Linked DNA regions of Mus musculus: region 2 is linked to region 1. Evidence: chromatin contacts called from public HiChIP or PLAC-seq data. All regions are on one chromosome and are shown on one strand. The core of a region is the stretch at or near the end of the contact, and the rest is flanking DNA. Distances in the headings are between cores, read along the strand shown.

The links. HiChIP or PLAC-seq counts read pairs in DNA pulled down with a chosen protein or histone mark.
Region 2: a contact with region 1 is called in a CTCF HiChIP or PLAC-seq map of CD8 T cells, with 10 read pairs. The contact joins two enhancer-like sites. A contact is called at or near these places in 1 of 15 datasets of contacts at CTCF or cohesin (CD8 T cells), 8 of 484 Hi-C or Micro-C datasets (the HPC-7 cell line, Th1 cells, bone marrow-derived macrophages and 3 more) and 9 of 115 datasets of contacts at active chromatin or transcription factors (CD8 T cells, bone marrow-derived macrophages, embryonic stem cells and 2 more).

What each region holds. Positions count from the first base shown.
Region 1 is chr10:51,412,139-51,418,682 of GRCm38.p6, reverse strand. No RefSeq gene overlaps it. Among named protein-coding and RNA genes, the nearest start is that of Lilr4b, 65 kb to the left of the region's middle. Within about 2 kb of position 4,017, at least 18 of the 459 cell types and tissues checked have an H3K27ac peak or open chromatin away from gene starts, as enhancers often do. A contact at or near this core is called in CD8 T cells, where this site is marked.
Region 2 is chr10:51,551,761-51,558,644 of GRCm38.p6, reverse strand. No RefSeq gene overlaps it. Among named protein-coding and RNA genes, the nearest start is that of Gm46224, 27 kb to the right of the region's middle. Within about 2 kb of position 4,759, at least 49 of the 459 cell types and tissues checked have an H3K27ac peak or open chromatin away from gene starts, as enhancers often do. A contact at or near this core is called in CD8 T cells, where this site is marked.

The DNA of each region.
Region 1 (6,544 bases), core at 2,768-5,267:
ATAAAGAAAAGATTAAAGAATAAAAAAAATGAAGAAAAGAAAAGAATCACAGGAGGCAGAGGGAGGGAGGGCCATGGTTGTGAGAGGGAAGGGGGAGGGGAAAAGAGGATCAGGTATGGGAAGAGACAGGAAAGAAGCACAGAGGGCCATGAGAATGAATGGAAATATGCTGCTGCAGGGATTGGGGGTTGGGGAGGGGGAACTCTAGAAAGTTCCAGAAACTTGTGATGTGAGAAGTTAACAGGACTCATTGAGATGACCTTAACTGAAATACCCAACAGTAGGGAGATAGAACCTGAAGAGACTACCTCCAGTAAATAGACAAGGCCCCCAGTGGAGGGATGGTGTCACCAAACTATTTTCAAAATTTTTGACCCAGAAGTTGGGGACTCTTATGGAAGAACCTGGAGAAGGATTGAAGGCCCTGAAGGGCATAGGAATGCCACAGCATGACCAGCTGAGTCAACTAACCTGGACCTTGAGGAGTTCCAACAGACTGAGTCACCAAACAAAGAGCATACAGAAGTGGACAGAGGCTCCACACACATGTACCATATATTCAGGTCAGTCTCCATGTGGTTCCCCTAACAACTTGGAATGGGAGCTGTTCCTAAATCTTTTGTCTGTCTATAGAATCCAGTCCCCAACAGGGCTGCCTTATTTGACCTCAGTGGGAGAGGATGACTCTATCCCTGCAGAGAGTTGATTTGACAGGGTTGGGGGGACACAGGTTGGGGGGCATCTTGTCAGAGGAACATGGGAGGGATTAGGGAGAGAAAATCTGTGAGAAGGAGTTAGAGAGATGGGCAGTAGTTGGGATGTAAAAAATATAAATAAATAAATAAATAAATAAATAAATAAAGCCATTTTCCTAACCTTGAGCAGGCTAAACAGATCTTAATTGCCTGCTACATTTGGTCTTCCACTGACCTAGCCCAACTAGGTGGAGTCTTCTGCACTTGCAGTTTTCTGCAGGAGCAGACTGCCTGCTGAGCTTGCTTTGCAACATAATCCAGCTGAAACAAAGGATGGGTCTGTGGGGTTTTCCCTACATAAACTATATAAACACAGAGTAGAAAATTAAACTTTGAGCCTTGATCAGAAACCTTTGTCTTGGCTTTATCATTCTCTCGCCTGCCGATCCTTTTCCATTTCCAGCCTCTCCCTTTCAGGTAACCCAGTTCATCCATGGCTTCTGGACAGCTACAATAAACAAATGAATGACTCATGAAACCCTACTCCTCTTTGTTGAACTATTTGCTACAGATGCATTCAGGAGGTGGGGCAAATACCATCATTGGAATGTCCCCACTCAAGAGCAAGCACATCAGGCTCCATTGATCATGCCCAGCCACTAGCAATCATGGGAAAACTCAATAGGTCTAAAAACAATAAAACAAACAAACATGGATGTGGAAAACTGACTTATTGGAAAGAGCAGACACGAGAGCTTTGATGGATATTAGATCTTATGTAGAAGACTACAAACATTAGAATGTACTTTATACATATATAAACTTGTCAAGGTACAAATTCTATAAGTTATACAAATTATGAAACCTTAATATAGTATAGAAATACTTAGTGTTTTAGTGCTTTTTAGAATTGTCAAGAATTAGGGGAATGGAACTTTTCATAGTATTATTATATGGATGAATATACAAGTTTCTTCTGGCATTCTACATGTAATTAATTCACAGAAGATTCACAAAGAGCTGTGTTGTAAAGGGTTCTGAGGTCAGATCTAAAAATAGCAGAAGAGAATAGTGTCAGATTGGGTAGTGCCAACAAAAATGCCAGATATGTGTCATGCTAACTCTGCCTAGGATTATAATGGGCAGGGAAAATTTATGAATCATTTTACTTAAAGTTGAGATCAAGTTGAAGTTGACCCAAAGGAAAGATGACAATTATGGGATGATCTAGCATCCTGAAAATATTACCCAATGTAGACATCACCAAATGCAGACTGAAAAGAACTAAAATTGGCCAGAAGCTATTTGCTTACCCCCTGAGTGTTTCAGAATAGAGCAATCAGCCTGCTGACTTACTGTTTTGTGTTTAAATCATGTCAAAAGAATGACAAAATGAATCATTTTCATGGTGAGAATCATGCAATGCTGTTTGAAAATATAGAATATTATTAAATAAAAATATATAGGTAATAAAATTCTACATTATTTTAAATATTGTCATAAAAATAAATTTGTGCATTTTTGAGACTCTGACCTTTTTATAGTATGCTTGGGATTTCAATTCTGGATACATTTTGCAGAACTGTGCACTGTTTTGGTTTTGTTTTTTTTTCTTTTCTGACAGTTGGTAGTGACCTTCATAGTGTCTTATGAAAGACACTATGGCTTTCATAAACTTGATGCTGTCCCTTAGATTAAATGACAGCTTTTAAGAGAAAATCAGGTACAGGTAACATACCACACTTTTGTTAGCACATCATTTGAGACTTTATCTATTAATATATACACACTGCCATTGCCAATTCTACTTCATTTTAAGAAAACCACTGTCTAGTATACCAAAGTGGGAGAAGGAGGAAGGAGGGGAGGAGGGAGGAAGGAGAGAGAAAGATAATTGTGCTTGAGAAATAGGGGAGGAACTTTGGAGTTTTATTTGCTTTTTATTGTAACACAATCAATTTATCAGCTTATAGCAGTATTTACTGTCTCGAAGTTTCATAGGGTCAAAAGACTGAGAATCGCATAAGAGAGTTCTTTGCTACAGTCTTACCTGACTTTAAGTATGTAAATAGCATTGGTTTTATCTAAGGTTCCAGATCAACTTCCGACATCACTGGTAGTTGGCAGAATTCAATTCCTTGAGGTTGTAGAACTGAAGGTCTCATAACTTTATTGGCTGTTGGCTGGTAGCTGTTTTCAGCTCCTAGAATTTGCTATCTATCATCAAAGCCAGCAGTGGCATTTCTGTTATAGGAAATTGCATTCTTCAGAGATAATTCAGTTTTTAAGATCTTATATAAATAGGTCCTAACTACCCTAATGATTTCTCTGTTGATCATCATTTAATGATGATCTGATCATAGATTCACATTATATTCTCATTCTGCCTAAACTCAGTGGCATACCACAATAGAAAACATGATTATCTTAGGGTGGAAATTTTAGGAGTCTTATTATAATTTTACCAGCCATGGGAACTAACAGTAATAATTAGCCCAGAGACTGGGAAGAGGCATTTTAATGCCAAAGAAACCCTAAAACAGCAAAATAAGATTAAGAAAATAACTAAAGTCTTGTAATTTTCTCAAGCAATAACTGCTGGCTGGTGATTTTGTCAGGGGCCACAGAGACTGTTCAAATGTTTGTCTGGAGCAGATATTCTGCCTTCCCTGACTCCTCTACGACCATTCTCTACTCTAGAGCGTAACTATGTGAATAAGAATTGTTGGTATTGAGCCACTAAGATGTGTTTTATTTACTCTAGATATGCTATGGTAATATAATTCTCTGAAGGGAAATACAACACCTAAATAGAAAAATATTTGGGTCTCTGAGCAACTCTGTGGATCCAAGGTACATTCCTCCCTAAACTACTACTGTCTTCTTCCAAACTTCTGCATGCTTTGATTCCCCACCTTGTCTCTTTTCTAGCTCTCTCTCCTCTCTCCCACTTCTCTCTCTTCCCTTTTCTCTATCACTCTTCCCCTTTCCCCATTCCCCCTCTCTCTCTCTCCCTCTCGCTCTTCTTTTAAGGTTATATATACTAATATTTTTTTCTCTGAACTATTTTTATGCTTTGGACTATTAATTTAAGAAAATATATTACATTTTGTTGTTTTCCCCAATAGGACCTTTGGAGGCAGGGGTAGGGAGGCACAGGATCAAAGACACAGACCCTGGGAGTCAGGCAAGTGGCAAAAGCAGAACTCATTTATTACAGAAAGTAAGTGAACCTTTATAACCCCCTCCCAACATCCTATTGGTCCCCAGCTGCTCTGATGATGTGCTGTTCTCTATCCATTGGCTTGCCCTGTCACACCATCTGGTGTCATCTGTTTCCAGGACAGCAGGCTGATCTCAAGTTGCCTCTTTCAGGTAACTGTTATTGCGCATACATCAGTCTCATAGGAGGCAAGGCCTTGCTTAGTTTCTCCTATATTTTACTTCTTCTTGATGTGTGCTTTGAATTGCTATTCAGAATTTTTTTTTCTGGGTGTGCATAGCTTTCCTTTCCAAAATTACCTCATTTGAGGACAATGAACCATCGTTATTAATTTTATTTTATGATCTTTTAGTAGGGTTACTTAGAATGTGTGTGTGTGTGTGTGTGTGTGTGTGTGTGTGTGTGTGTGTTTGGTGTTAAGTCACTGAGATGTGGATTCTATCACATGCACTTGCATGCGATCACACGTACACACACAGGTAAATATACATATTCTTTTTCTTTAAAAAATGATGCTTTTCCCTCACTTACTTTGATAATTGATTGTAATTCAATGAAAATTTCTTTCTTCAAAGATATGATGTTTTTAAAATAAAAACAAAGACAAAATTTTAATAATTCATTTTTAACATTTGGGCCTATGTATATCATAATAATGCTACTCATCAGACAGTGAGTATTTCCCATAATATTTCATGGAACGAAAATCTTGGTAAAATTACTGACAAAGCCTGCCTAGTTGCTCTAGTGATTTAGCTTTCTAATCACATAGCAGGATGATATTTCCTAAGGAAGTATGGGGCCTGGCTGACTACTCAGGAAGACTACATTGCCCTTTTAGAATACAAGAACATGCTTTGTTTCCAATTTACTGTGCATTTCCTTTGTTTATTACATGAGTACAACTATTCAGGTGAAGTTTTTATTTAATCAACTTTATTCTATTATTAGGCTTTATTTTATTATTTAATTTTATATTGGAAATAGATTCTTCTTTCATACAATACATCCCAACGACATTTTCCTCTTCCTCCACTCTTCTTAGACTCCCCATGACCTCCCCTCTCTCCCTGATCTATTCTTTATCTGTTTCCTTTTCAGAAAAGAGAAGGCCTCCACAAGACTACAGATGAACAGGACAAAACAAGAAAAAATGAGAAAATGTGAAAGCCCTTGTGATGGTTTGTATATTCTTGGCCCAGAAAGTAGCATTATTAGGAGGTATGGCCTTGTTGCAGTAGGTGTGTCACTGTTGGGGTGGAGGGGCTTAAGACCCTCATCCTAGCTGCCTGGAAGCCAGTTCTTTCACAAGCAGCCTTCAGATGAAGACATAGACCTCTCAGCTCCTCTTGCACCATGCCTGCTTGGATGCTACCATGCTCTTGCCTTGATAATAATGGACTGACCCTCTGAAACTATACAGCCCCATTCAAATGCTGTCCTTATAAGAGTTGCTTTGGTCAAGGTATCTGTTCATAGCAGTAAAACCCTAACTAGGACAAATACTGATTCATTAAGTTGGATCACTAACTGCATAAGGTTGATTCCTTCTTCTTCTTCTTCTTCTTCTTCTTCTTCTTCTTCTTCTTCTTCTTCTTCTTCTTCTTCTTCTTCTTCTTCTCCTCCTCCTCCTCCTCCTCCTCCTCCTCCTCCTCCTCCTCCTCCTCCTCCTCCTCCTCCCCCTCCTTTTCTTTTTTTTTTTTTGTAGTAAATACTACAAGTTTTAGGATCTGAAACATCTTTAGTCTTTTATCTGTTATTTCAAACTACAGCACCACCTAGTGTTGCTGTAACTCACCTTGACTACTCAGAAATAGTAGCCATTGTTTATGTATAAGTATGTTGAAGGGGAAAAAAAAACCAGTATTTTGCCAAAGTTTTCCCAGAAGGCTAAGACAAAATGTAGGTATACAGATCCCCAGAAAAAAAAAGCCAAGCCAGTATTTTCAGCAGGTTTCATACAGCTGAGACCTTGATATTCTACAGGTGTCAATGGAATGTTTGGAGTTCACAGCACAGCCACCCTATCAAATCTAAAGATTTTCCTGAGCAGACATTTAAAACTCATAGACTAGACTTGGGATCTTTAAGAAAGTGAAAATGAAGAGCAAGGATGAACACTGCAATCATTGTATGTTCTCCATTATTTCTTTTCACCAATTTCTTATGTACAACCCTGGAATAATATTTAGGTGTTCCAAAAATCAAATAGGAAAAATCAAATAATTCTTACCTGTACATAAATCCTTGTTTAGAATACTTGATTAATTCAACTATTAAAATTATATATTCATAGACACTTCTTTAGAGAGGTGTAGTGGAATTTTTTTTTCAATTTACTTAATTTCTGATCATGTGTGCTTGTGTGTCTTTGTGTAATCAGGTGCACATTAGTGCGGATGCCTTCAGAGGGAGGAGAGTGATGGATCCTATGGAGCAGAGTTAGCGGCAACTGTGAACCGTCCAATGTGGCTGCTGAAAAGTGAGTTTGGCTCCTCTGCAAGAACTGTATGCACTCTTCTTAATCTCCTTTCAAATCCCAAAAGAGAATTATGCTCCTGCTTTGACCTACACTCCTCTCACATGGACTTTCGGGATCATTCATTCATCTTCCAGCCATCAGAGA
Region 2 (6,884 bases), core at 3,510-6,009, 140 kb before region 1:
TGCCTTAAGGATGCCAGTGTTTTCTGTCTTCTACTCCTGTCTTCCCTTTTCTGCTCTCATGGATCTGCTCTTGTCTACCTACCTCTACCAGTCTGCAGGTCCTCACCCCCCTCCCTTCTGCCAATAAACCTCCTTACACTTGACCTCTTGCATGTAGTAATTTCTCAAGAGCACATCTTGACATGGGTAGTAATACAGTAATACCCCCTTGCTATATTATAGTTCAGTTTCACATATGATATTTGTTATCACAATGGACAGTCTCTTATGATGTGTGCGTTTAATTAACTTCTTTGGGGGTGAAGTTTGTATGGCAGATATGTTATGGTGTGTATGTTTTCTTGAGTGGCTAGTATGACACAGTTTAAGAGCCATTTCAGGTCAGATGAAGGAATATTTTAGTAGATTGTTTAACTAATTAGTGTCAACAAGTGAGTGACTGTTAGTTGGATTTATTGATGTTTTATGCAAAGTGAATGTTAAGTGTTGTTATTCAGGAGAGCATAGATCCTTTCTCCATAGACCCCTCTTACCCAGTTGAAAACTTGAAAAGTGTTTAAATATGAGGTTTAAACTGTAGGAAGGATGTTCTCTGGACAGATTGCACTGATAAAGCAACCTGAAAATAATGCTTTTGAGAAAGTTTGCTTGGTATTAATTTTTTGCCTTGTATTGATTAGACATTTGGGTTTTCAAATTTCCTATTTCCCTTGATAAAATAGCAATGGAAAGTACAGTATTATATGAGATTTACTTATTTTTTTCTCCCCATACAGAAGCTCAATCCACCATGAAGGAGTGTTAGAAGAAGCAATGTGTCTAGACTATTTTTGTTTTTTTTTTTTAGTATATGATTTGGCTTCAGGTATAACATGTGACTCTACTCACTAACTCTGTGTTTTAAATTCTAACCTTTAAGGTTCATTTTACTGTCAAGAATTTTGTCCTGAGGAAGTAGATATTCTTGTATAGAACAATTTAGTATATTTTAGTTTCTCTCAGGATTGCTAGTAATACTGAGAATTAGGAAAAATAAACAAGTATCTAGTACATAGTGCTATCAGTTAATCATCTGCATAGAGTAAACATTTTCTTTTCATGTGTCTAATTTTTGAAAAAAGTACAGTGAACATACAAAATTTAATAACCAGTAAAAACGGGCCGTTTGCAGTTTGGACAATGAATACCACTAGTTGTCACCTATAGCTTTACTTTAAAGACAAAATAATCAGAACAGTGGACCCTAATTATTTTAGGGTTAAAAAAGTGAGACTGTATTTGTGAATCTGTCAGTGGTTTTAAAGTTAATTGTGTGGCAGGGAGCTGTAACTGTTGTTTATCGCGTTGCCTTTTCTTGGTTGTAGGATGAGTACATGGCTGCCAGCATCCAGAAGCTGGAGGAGCAGTTCTGCTATGCAGGAGGATGACACTGACTGCAGTATTTAGTGGAATTGCTATCTACATTAATGGTTACAAGTGTTGAGTACTTTTTACTCTTCTGGTGCCCAATTTTATCATGAACCTTTTAAGATTAAGAAAAAAATGTTTTAATCATTAATTATTTATAGTCTATATTATGTACTTTTCTGTTGCTGTAATAGAATACCATGACCAAGGCATTTTTATGGAAGAGATTATTTTGGCTTGTGCTTCCAGAGAGATGACACCATCATGGCAAGGAGCTGAAAGATTACATGTTAAACCCCAAATATGAAGCAGAGAGAGTGAACTGGAATTGAGGGTTGTCTATGTGCTAGCCTCATAGTCTGCCCCTAGCAAGGTGTAGCTGTAAAGTTACCACCAGGGTTCAGATATTTGACCCTCTTGGAGACATTCTCATTCAAGCCAGTCCCGAAGGCTCAGAGGCCATTATTATAATGGAAACTGTAATTAAAACCCCATTTCAAAAGCCCCAAGAGTCTTCCACAGTCTCAGTAAAACCCTATGAATTCTAAAAGTGAATTAATTTCAACCTACAATGGAACCGGATATACATTTAATGTTCCTTAAAGGAGAAATGGGAACATAGTCAGAAAATGCTGGACCAAGCAAGACTGATAAGGCATTATGTAAATGCCAAATCCCCAGGTCAGCAATTCCCAGCTGTGAATTTTTAGGGCATTGCCTAATATCATCTGAAAACCAATATTTACATTATGATCATGACAGTGGCAAAATTACAGTTATGAAGTAACAACAAAAACAATTTTATAGTTGGGGGTTGGTCACCACAACACAAGGAACTGTATTAAAAGGATTCAGTGTTAGCAAGGTTGAAAAGCAGTGCTCTAGCTTAGTATGTGATATCACAGGGCTTAGATGGCTCCATCCCTTCATCTTTTTGCCTGCAGAATATATCTCTAACATGCTGGCTCCACTCAGTGTAAGCAACTCTCCCTGGCAGATGTCTCACAGCTTTGGCAACTCCAACATCCTGGAGTCTGTCCAGCAACCCAGACTTCACTTCATCTCTCAGGGTCTTCATGCAAAAACTCAGGATTAGGGTTGGCCCTGAGGTCCTTTGGGGTGCATGCTGTGATTTCCCCAAGAACGGATCTGATGTTCTTTCTTGCTTGAGAAAGGGCACATACATAGCAGAAAACATATTTGGTTTTGTCAGAGAAAGTCAGGAAAAGGTCACAATTCTGAGTCACTTAATTACCCCTTTTTGTTGTCTCTTTTACCAGCTCTATCTACCCTTCCTGGGTCTAATCTTTGGAATCGATGAGTAGTTTGTCTTGTGGGTTGGTGAAGATATCTGGAAATTTTAATTTTTAATGTAGTTTTAGCTATGAACTTTGTTTGAAGATTAATCTACTGTGATGGTTTGAATAGGAATGGCCATCATAAGCTCGTGTGTTTGAATGCTTTTCCACAGGGAGTAGTGCTATTAAGAGGTTTGGCCTTATTATGTATGGCCATGTTAGAGGAAGTGTGTCACTGTGGAAGTGGGCTTTGAGGTAGTAATATATAGTCAAGCTATACCCAATATTAGCATTCTGTCTAAACTCCACCCCCCCCCCCAGTTACCTGGCAACAGCCAGGTAGGACTGACCCACTATAAAAGGGACTGCTTGCCCCCTCCTCCCTCTCTTGTTTCTTTCTTGATTTCTAGGGCTCTTATTCCCTTGTTCCCTTGCTCTTCCCTCACCTCCTCCATTCCTTTCCCTCCCCCCTCTCTCTACATGCTCATGGTCAGCCTCTACACACTCTCTCTCTCTCTCTCTCTCTGTCTTTCTGCCTTTCCCTGCCTCTTCTACCCTCCTAACTCCTGACTCCCCTCCCCATGCCCTGAATAAGCTCTATTCTATACTATACCTTCTTGTGGCTGGTCCCTCAGGGGGAAGGGATGTCTTCGCATGGCCCCACTGAGGCATAGACTATCTCCCTTTCTCTTTCTCTTTTTATACAAACACTTTATATGGTGCTGTGACTCGAATAACACCCCGTGTGGACACAGTCTCCTGCTGCTGCTTACAGATCAGGATATAGAACTCTCAGCTCCTTCTCCAGCACCATGTCTGCCTGCATGCTGTCATGCTTCCCACCATGATGATAATGGACTAAACCTCTGAATCTGTAAGCTAGCCCAATGAAATATTTTCCTTATAAAACTTGCCTTGGTCATGGTATCTCTTCACAGCAATAAAACCCTAACTAAGACAACTACTCGGCCACTTATTTGCCTAGTGAGACTGTTCTATTAGTTTCTGTCCCCCCAATTATTTATTTATTTAATTTTATTTTCCTTTTTTATTTGATTCCAAATAACCTCTCTCTAAGTTTTCATTTACCCAATCTAGATTTTTCCTTTGTGTTCATTTTAGCACTTTTCTTTGTTTATTGGGTATTATGTCCCAATTTTTTTCTTAATTTTGAGTCTTCTTATGGTTATTTTTGTGTATGTTTGCCCCCTCAGGAAATTGTTCTCAGTATGTATGTCAGTGTTTATATATATATATATATATATATATATATATATATATATATATATATATATATATATATATATGCAGTCGTTTAGCATTTAAGATCCCTGTTTATACAGCACTACCTGATTGCCTGGTTGTCTTTATCCTGGTTTAGATGATTTCACATTATTTCTCTGGGGCCATGGCTCTTAATGTATGTGCACATTAGCACTCTTCAGTCCTTAGTGTAGCTCCTTGTTATATAGACAAAAGGTAGAGCTGCATTTTCATTACTGTGGCATTGTGCTGTTGTCTCTGGGATGACTGAATCTATTATAGGACAGGTTGGTTGAGTTAAAGTTAAGTAGTAATCAATCAAAATGTTTGCTTTGCTTAATGGGGGGGCGGCATATCACACTGTTTATAATTACACGTTTTGCTGGTAAAGTGTTACTTCAGAGCGGATCCTGGTGTAGCTTTTAGAGTTAGCCTGTAGAAAATGCAAACGTTTCTTCAATGAACCTTGGCAAATTTAATTTCTTAGACTTTGGTCACATATACTCTGAGAATCTAAGATTGTTAAAAAGAAAACCCAAATCATTTCTTTTACAGTCACTAGTTAAGAAACTCCTTAATTCTCTATAGAACCTTACTCGCATGGGAGGAAGTGAAGGAGAAAGAGATTGCGTTAATTACTGTTTTAAGTGTTATTATTTGGTCTGGAGTTTCTTGTATCTTTGGTTCCCTCTGGTGTTCGATTTAGGAAATTGTGGTCCTTTCGGATTCTTTTATTAGTAAGGAGGGGCTGACTGCACAAAGACTCTTGGCTTTTGCGGCTTTGAGCCCTCTCTGCCTTTAGTCTGGGATGTAGCCTGTGGCAGGTGTATTGTTCTTAGGCAGCCTGCAGTGTAAGTAGTTGGGAGAGCTGGTTTGGCTGTCCTGTGCCTTGTTTATAAGGGGGGTGGGGTGGGGGGGGGATATCAGAAATCAGAAAATGTGCACGGGAAGGTTGGCTTGGGGCCGAGATGCCTTTATCAGCCCGTTGTGTCCGTGAGAAAGCTTTGGAAAGTTAGTTGCAGTTTTATCAGTTACTGATCTTCAGTTGTGAACGCTGCTTCTCAGGCAGCCTTTACTTTGGGTCCTTGGTTTTTCTCTCAGGCTCCGCGAACCCAAACTATGTTGTGACATTGGCGCCACCTTGTGTCCCAGCTCAGGGTTGCGTTGTTACCGCTTGTTGCCTAGGTTTACTTGGGGCTTGGGGTGGGAGCCTCTCAGTTAGCTCTCTGTAGACCCCTTAGATTCATTATATGTGTAATTTCCACCCGGACACAGCTTGAGAGTGAAGCCCTAGTTGTTTATACTGGGGGAAGGGGGGCTAGGGGGTGGATTTTCTTTTCAGGTTAGTTCGAGTCTAAGCTGGACATAAGGTGCACCAATTTGTTGCTAAAATTTCCATCCCTAATAGCCTGTATAAATAACACACAGTCCAAATATTTTAATTATAAGTCATATGTTTAGATTGGGCAAATCTAATAGAATACTAAACGTATTTCCCAACTCTAAGACTCCTTGTGGTTTCTCCCGGTCACGTTGTTCTGGTTCATAGTGGCTTTTCATATATTTCTTACACAGCTGTTTTCCAAATGTGCATTCGTCTAGTCTGCTGTAACAGCATAGAGTATGCATCGTTAACAGTGTACTTTCTTGCTAGTAATACATGCATTTTTTGTTAGATATGCTACTATTGATTATGTAGAGTCATAATGGCTTTACACAGGAAAGCTGTCAGAATTTTGTTTTGTTTTTGAGTCAGGGTTTTCTGATTAGCCTTGGCTGTCCTGGAACTCACTTTGTAGACCAGGCTGCCCTCAAACTCACAGAGATCTGCCTACGCTCTGTCTCTGAGTGCTGGGGTTTAAGTCCTGCACTCAGCTTGATTTTTCTTTTTAAAATACTTACATCATTTTGTTGACTTCTGGGTGTTTGGTAAGGGCTAGTATAATATACACTTAAAATATATTTAAGTGGGTCTTTACTTCCTACTCTATCCTTTATCTTAACAGGCAAGCTTCCTCTGATTTGGGACTAAATAGGCTTTCTTTTAATTATTTTCAGTTTGTGTTCTTCTTTCACTTGTCTTTTATGAGAGTTGGATGTACTCAGAATTGGCTGTCATAGTGCATGAAAGATTCAGCCAGAGCCTGAGACAGATAGAAGTGGGTGGGATTTTGTTCAATTGTTCTTGGATCTATCTTCTATGAGTTTTCTATTTTGTCAGAGCATCATTACCAAGAAGTCAAGTTGGCACCAGGGTGAGGGTCTTAAGACATCTGGTAGGGCTATACTCTGACTCTCAGTCTGGAGTCGAAAGTATAATTAGAGTAACACTGTACACAGACATTTGAAAGAATGAATTACTGGTATAATCCAGTTTTGGATATTGTTACTCATAAGCTTTAAGAAGACAAATGAAGTGTTCTTATTAATGTTACTTAGACAAACAAATTTTGTACTTATTAATGCTACTTAAAAAAAAAACATGTAAGTAGCCGGGACGTGAATTTAGTATAGTATTTGTCATTCATCCTGCATTTGTAAGCCTATGACCATATATTTGACCAAGATTGGCTTTGTATATCTGTTGCAACTAAATAAACAATTTTTAGTTAATTGTTCAAGTGTTGTCATTTTTCTTGTAAAAAATTGTACTGATTTAATACTGCATACCTGATTCTTACATCATACCATCTGGAATGTTAATAAGCCAGCTGACTTGTGTTTGAATACAGGACTTCAATCCTATATGTTGTGGTATTGGGTTTAATGTGTTATATAATGGCTCATATAAAAAGCAAATGTAAAACCAGGAGCAGAGACTCAGGGAAAACTTATTGTCCATTTTATGAAAAACATATGTTTTTCACATAGTAAATAAATGGCAACTCCTATGTTTGAGGTGATAGGTTCTAGTTA